Linked DNA regions of Gasterosteus aculeatus: region 1 is linked to region 2. Evidence: chromatin contacts called from public Hi-C data. All regions are on one chromosome and are shown on one strand. Each heading gives the region's core, a stretch centred on a gene start, on an enhancer-like site or on the middle of the called end of the contact. The rest is flanking DNA. Distances are from core to core; before and after follow the strand shown. Region 1 holds the start of nek7 (NIMA-related kinase 7). Region 2 overlaps nek7 (NIMA-related kinase 7).

The links. Hi-C and Micro-C count contacts between places; a contact is called where the count stands out from the background.
Region 1: a Hi-C map of skeletal muscle shows a contact between it and region 2, with 2.5 times the contacts expected there. The contact joins the promoter of nek7 here to the enhancer-like site in region 2. A contact is called at or near these places in 2 of 6 Hi-C or Micro-C datasets (skeletal muscle and tail fin).

Annotation. Positions count from the first base shown.
Region 1 is chr8:11,891,449-11,895,053 of fGasAcu3.hap1.1, reverse strand. It overlaps nek7 (NIMA-related kinase 7), which reads left to right and starts at 1,344. Exons shown (of 10, transcript XM_040183919.2): 1 at 1,344-1,817.
Region 2 is chr8:11,857,911-11,861,552 of fGasAcu3.hap1.1, reverse strand. nek7 (NIMA-related kinase 7) reads left to right here. Exons shown (of 10, transcript XM_040183919.2): 7 at 121-228. Among protein-coding and RNA genes, the nearest start is that of LOC120823701, 25 kb to the right of the region's middle. Within about 2 kb of position 1,437, at least 3 of the 9 cell types and tissues checked have open chromatin away from gene starts, as enhancers often do.

The DNA.
Region 1 (3,605 bases), core at 95-2,594, 34 kb before region 2:
CTGAAGGGGAAAAGAGGGAAATAGATGACAATATTCGCTTGATGCCAAAAAAAATGTCCATGAATCAAAAGGAAATCCTCTCTGTTAAATAAACAATATCAGCAAAAAGAACACAAAAAGTTTTCTATTGGTTTAAAGCATCAGATCAGTGCAGAGAGCCACTTTTAGAACAATGGAAATTCTACAGGATTATTAAACAGTGTTCTACCAAACAGACGTGGAGGCATGCGTGTTGAACTAGAGGATCTCTGGGTGCAGCTCCCCTCGCAGACTGATGCATTACTTTTCATCCATCCATCTAATTATTCCCTCAGAAACCTGAAATTTGAAGATACAAAAGACCGTCCCTATCTGTCACTGGCTGCCATTGATCTTATTGAAAGAAAATGTGGGTGTAGAGGAAACCCAATATAACTCATACCATTAAATTCCACACAGCATTATTCACATACAGAATTGACAGATTTCTGTGAGACGTTTCTTTTAATCTTCAACTGTTGTTGAAGAAAAAGGGGGAAAAGAAATCCCACACTCCAGGCATCTCTCCCTTTTCCATATTTGCAGTGAGGTTAACAAAAAAGCCTATTGAAGTGTAGCAACAAAAAAAAAACACAACCCCACCTAACTTGTTGATTATTAACAATGGGAATAGGAAGAAGACAGATGTGTTTCCTGTGTATCAGCTGTGTTTGAATTGTCAATCTGAAATCAGCGATGAAACTTTTATCAAAGCAAAGTAAGCTGATCAATTCCAGATGCTCTCGCTGTCCAATGCGAGTCAATCTGCGAGACCAATTTTGTCAATAAATTCTCATGATATTCCCGAGGGGCCCGCGGCGTTTGTGCCGTGGGATGTGTGGCTATGCATGTGTATAATGATAGCAACCAAGACTGCGTGTCAAAAGTGTGTTCTCACAATGGTGAGAATCTATTATGCATCATCTGCCCTTATTCTACACACATTCTTACAAACCCTCACCTATTCATTGTGATTTGCAAACAACTACTACTCAGAGTAACCATTCCTTTGTTTTCACAATGTAATTGGAGATACTTACTTCTACCCGACTATATTTAAGAGGAAAGGTGCTGCAGTTACTACTTACTTACTTATTACTTAAGATTTTACACACAAAACATGTAGTCAGTTTATAGAATATGATGCTGTTTAATAGATTAAACCACACTTATTATTAAAAGTTTTAAGAGTTTAAAAAAAGCAGAGATTAGTTTAGCGTTTTGACATTATTTTGTGGCCCTGCAAAGAGTCAGTAGGTTAAGTGACCGTAACGCTAGCGGTCACATTCCATCACTCAATAAATAGAAAGTTCGTTACACGACGTGGAACGAGAGTTGAGTTTCTGCGTAAGATCTCGCGTTGTTTGACGGCTCCCCTGCGCTCTTTGACGTGCGCCCCGCCCCTGCGCTGCGGGACTGCTGCGTTGTTTACACTACTGGCACACGGGTCAGGAGCGTGGCGGTGAGAGGGGCCTAGTGCAGACACACACACACACACACACACACACACACACACGGGCTCATCTCCACTGGCTCCACAGCACAAGCCCTCTCCCTGTCTCTCTCTGCAACGTCTAAAGAGAAGAAGAAGAAGAAGAAGAAGAAGAAGAAGAAGAAGAAAAACGTTTCAGCGGTCAGGCAACGGTGCCACACGAGAAGAGAGAAGAGAGGCCCGCAGAGTCCACTTCGCGGAGAGGAAAACAAGAAAAGAGCGAGTCAAAACAAAGCCAACCGCCATAACCACTAGAAGAAAGTCGCAACGTGAAGGAGGAATAGCCTAGCAACAGTCCCACTTCCTGGTAAGAACTGACACGCCGTTAGCTGACAGTAAACTTCTGAATCTGGCTGCTTCGGGGGAGGCCAACGAACCACTTGTAAACTTTGCAACACTACGCAAGTTTATGTTTTTCTTTGGTCAGGATTGACTGTCTTCTAAAAGAAAAAAAAGCCCGCACATTGCCGTCGTTTCTGGTGAACAAGCACTCGTGACACTCACTTGAAAAAAAAAAGTTTCTACGAAGTTCGCTAGCTAGCTTAGCCTCCTCGCTTAGCCTGCTAGCATTCGGCATTGCTAAACTTTTGAAAGGACACCGTCCCTGCTGTCACGTCATTGTAACAGTTGGCCCTTGAACAACTTTCTCTCAACTTCGCTTTGAAGACATGTATTCAAACCCGGTGGTGGAAACGTGACAAGAAGCAAAGCGAAGTTAGCCGCGTACTGATGCCACGCTAAAGTGTTGTTGTAGTAATGGTACACGGACACTGCATTATTGCTTCCTAATATGGCCTTTATCGTGCAGGTATAGGTTTAGTTGTTAAAGATGAGACACATGAACATGTCTGTGTTCATTCTGCATTATTACTCTCCTGCTGGGTTGATGATGCGTGTAACGTGTGTGCTGTTTATAATTATCTGTATATAAGTAAGGTATTACAAAGTAATATATCTGCAATTGTCTCTGCACTCTCAAAAAGTGCAATTATCCCTGCAGGGCTGTAAGTTTACTTCACAAAGGATTAACAAAGAGTCATTTATGGAAACAAAAGGTAAATGGAGTAACATACGGCCATCCAAATGAATCCAACAGATGACACCAAGCTGTGCAATTTAAATACAGAGGCCCATACGTTGGATGACCAGACAATTGCTGCTCATCTACTTTACTTACTTTTTAACCTCAGCATTCCACCTTTTGTCTGCATCCTTTAAATGTCACTAAGGTACAGAAGTTACCCGAGCATTCTGTAGTTTTTCCCCAAGTAGTCCGATTAGTTAGGGTTTTTCCTTGCCTCATTTATGAACCTTGATTTAACAATAGATTTATTGGTCACTATTAGCCAGACACTGTTGAATTGGTTGTAGGTTAAACCTACTGTGTGTGTCAGTCCCTTGTGATGAGAGGGAAGTTGGTGACTTTGATTTTGTTTGAGTAATTTGAATGTGCGTCACCACCACATAGTGGGACTTTACACCGTCTTCTGTACATGTTTGCAGGGTGGTGGTATTCAAGTAATTCGGTAGGGTCACAGTCCGTTTGGGTGCGGACTAAGACACGCAGGTTTTATTTTCAGAGGATCCGTTGTTTGGGCCGCAGCAGGATTTGATTGCCTGCTTTCACACCAACTCAAACAAAGTGTGCCCATTGGTCAAAGGGCCTCAAGTACGCTTTTACCGGAACAAACAGCTAAGGTGTGGTAGCACACCCATTTTCAGTGGAAAAAGTGGCTAATGATTACAGTTTATATGTATTTCATTCGGCTTACCCACCGATTCATGGGAATAAGTCCCTGTCAAACCCCATAGAGTTCTGGTGTGTGTTTGGATGAGAAGTCCTGATAGTTGGGGAGGACTTTTCTTTTTTTTCTTTTTTTCTTTTTTTTTGTAACTCAGCCCTTTTTATTGAGTCAGAATTCCAAAACATTTAGACCCGGTTGTCTCGTCCTAATGAAGTTAAGCATATTAATTTAATAATGGAGCCTTTATAATATATTGATAATAGGGATAATAAGAAGAAGGAAATACAATCGTCACAATAAGCATACAAACAAGCAAGTAAAATGAGCACAGCCTTTCCTCGGCCTAAACC
Region 2 (3,642 bases), core at 188-2,687:
AATGCGTTTCATGGCATGTTTTCTGAATTCGATCCGATCTCCGTCATTAACGTAACATACAAATTTTAAACAGTTTAACCAATGACACCATGAGTCGTGTGCGACCTCTCTTCTCTCCAGATATTAAGCCGGCCAACGTATTCATCACAGCTACAGGAGTAGTGAAACTAGGAGACTTGGGACTGGGCCGATTTTTCAGCTCCAAAACAACCGCCGCTCACTCGCTAGGTAAGTTTTCTGCAGTCTACACATACTGTGTGTGCGTAAACACACATGTAAACACACATCGTCCTTCATGAACCCACAAATGCACACACAGACACTTAAACCCAGCGGCCCCCAGTAATCACCCGATGTTTGATGTGTTTCATTAGGCACGGCGAGCCCCCGGCCATGTGTCATGTAGTCCTGCTGCGGGGCCGCGTCTGTGCCCGGCCCCTTCATAGGCCACTTAGCCACTTCCTGTTGCCTTGACCTTTAAACCTAACACAGTCCAAGACTGGACCGAGGCCTTCTACACAGCTCTGATTGTGACTGTGTTCCATAAAACACGCCGGCAAACTTTACAATCCCTGTTACTGTTTGGCATTGATGGCAGTGTTTTTCACTTGAAGAAAATAAATCCTTTTTTTTTTTTTGTTCAAAGAAGTGAGATTTGCAGCCCTCGTTAATTAAGACAAGTTCATTTGGCTTAGTTTCTGAAATGAGAGTGTGATGAACTTGAAATTGTACAAAACGGAAGAACCGATTGTCACCACGTATTAGAATGCGTTATTAAACTCATGTTGCTTAAAGACTGTGGCGCTGTTACTGTAATTCTTTTAGAGTCGAGCCTGTAACCTCAAGTGTGTGAAACAACATTTGAGTAATTTATTATTTAATAATTTACTCAAATGCTATTTCAAGGAATAGACTCTTGTACCACTTACGTACAAGCTTGCCTCTCTTTAACACACACAAAGACTCACATTAACACATTTTCCTTGGTTCAAGGGTGTCCTGTTGTTTTATATAGCGTCAATTAATATCTGTGGCCAGGTTTATGTACCAGAATAAAAAAAATACACAGTTACAAATTCCATATAGTACCCTTTAAAAATAGTTTTTACATATTCCGATTTTCTATTATTATTATTTTTATTTATCTTGTTGTGTTAACAGTGATAGAATGAATGTCATTTTAAGCCAGTGCTCGTCCAGTAATACACAGTAAATCTATAGTGGAGATGGTTACACTGTAACTGGCAATCATCCCCACAAATTCAGCTGCTTCATAGACAAATATAAAGGCTGTCATTCACACAGTGGCACTTCCCTATGTCAAACTGTTAGCACCACAAACAGTGTGCTATTCTCAGCCCCTCTACAGCAGCGGCCCAGCTGTTTTGGGAAGGTGTGAATCACATGATCAGCTCAACATTGGTCCGATCAGCTATGCAGCCTCCGGTGCCAGCAGTCGGGTGAAAGCCTCTGTGATTGCTCATTAAAGTTGAATCCACAGCACCCTCTTTAGGCCGAGAGGGAATTTGCAGCCCCACAAGCACAAAGGTCGACTGGAAAACTGTCATCATTAATCTGAAACAATCAAGAAGGCTTCGATAATCCCCAGAAAACTACACAGATCAAAGTGTCATTTTGCTGCCAGGGACTCGATGATCGCAACAGACGCATTTGATCCAAAGCAGCCACATTGGTCCTGCGATTCTTTAAATCAACTCACCACAAATAAACGCCAAAGTATGCAAATGTGATTTTGTAATGATATATTTTATATGCAATTCCTATCCTTTTAATAATATTTTAACCCTATCAGTATGCTTTCAGTAGATAATCTGCTGCTGTAGAAGCAGATTATGTCCCTGTAGGTGATTATGACGTGTTGACACACCTTAATTCCCTGGCTTTACCCTTGCTGTTTCTTTAGGTTAAAAAAAAAAGAAAAAAGCAGCTCTATCTTTTTCTCTGTGAAATATCCTTCTCCCCCGCTGCTGTTTCTTGGTGTTACTTGTCCTCACTTCTCCTTCCTTCTGACCCTCCCTGCGGTGTTTTGACTTTTAGAGGGAAAGAGAGACAAAGAGTGGCTAGAATGGGTGTGAGAGATGTGAATGTTGCACTGAAAGAACGAGGGGGAAAATATTTGTAGAGGCGGGGGGGAGCAAGAAGGAGGCACAGAAAGAAATAGAGGAGAATATGACAATGTGACAACAACAATATGAGAGAAGAATGAAAGCAAGAGTCAGAGAGAGAGAAGGGTAGAAAGAAGGAATTTAAGGTGCGTGCGTGTGTGTGTGTGTGTGTGTGCGCGTGCGCCTTCGTGGGTCTGTAATGAGCCGAGCCACCCAGCTGTACAGTAGAGCAGGGTGGTGGAGATGAGATGGAGGTCCAGGCATACAGCCTGTCAGCTCGCAGGCTTTCAACTCAGCGGCTCAGCTGCCTGCAGTCTCTCACACACGGGCACACACACACACACACACACACACCTACACACACGCATTCTTTTGCTCTTACTCACTCTTGCACACTCTGGGAGACACACAGACTCTCTGTCTCCTATACAGATGTACTCAAAGGGACGCATGTGCATATCCATATGGGCTTGAATTCATACACGCACGCACGCAACGCGCACATACAGGAATAAGATAATGATGTACATTCGCGCAGATTTGGAGCATTCAAACCGACAAACTGTCAATGACACAATACGCACAAGCACGCAAAAGACACACTCTGTCTCACTGGCTGAGGATGGTTATGTAGGATAGTGGCAAGAGTCGGGTTAGGGAGGAAAAAAGACTAAAAGAACGGTGGTAACAGCAATACTGATTTAATCCATGGGGATTAGAGAGTAGCCAATTGTCAGTAATAAATTATATAATATACCTGCAATTAACACTTGTAATGACAGAGGTGTTAACGGCGAGTACCATGGGAAAGGAAGGAGAACAAGATGGAAGCAGAAAGACTTTACGGAGGCGTCCAAAATAATTATGACTTTTCCAACATGTAGGCCTTTATAAAGCCTTGGTTATCTTATAAAGGCAAGTCGTGAAACAGAGAGGGGTCGGTGGCGAGCCAAGAAACCCATAATGCAAATATAAAGGGAACACAGAAAAGGCTTTCTGACGATGAGAATAAGTCCTTCTGGCTGTGTGGCTACCTAAAACTTAAATTTGTATTTTTTGGAACACGATAGAGCAAAGGTTTCCAAACTCGTGCCTTAAGTCTGAATGAGAAAGTAAACCGTAGCACTCGAGAGTGCAGCAGAATCCCGTATGCTGTTTAAAATACAGTAAGTGTTGGTAGGGCACAGGTTAGCTGACAGAAGGCTATCGCCCTGCATTGAATCTCCCTACGAAATTCATCACCGCGTGTAAGCGCTTGTGTAAAAGCTCTGGGTTTGAATTGTTGATGAGGAAACTGCAGCAAGCCAGAATCAATAAATGTATTTAAATGATCACCAATGTTGGTTCATTCAGCGGGGGGTTAGAAGTGTGGGCTTCATTATAGCGGATGGCATATCGCCTCCTATACAACGATTACCCTGTTTTGTACAGCGGTGTCACAGCCATTCGCAATAATGGAAATCAATCCAAACATGGCTTTCAATTTATTTGCATGAATAAGTAATGTGCCCTTGAT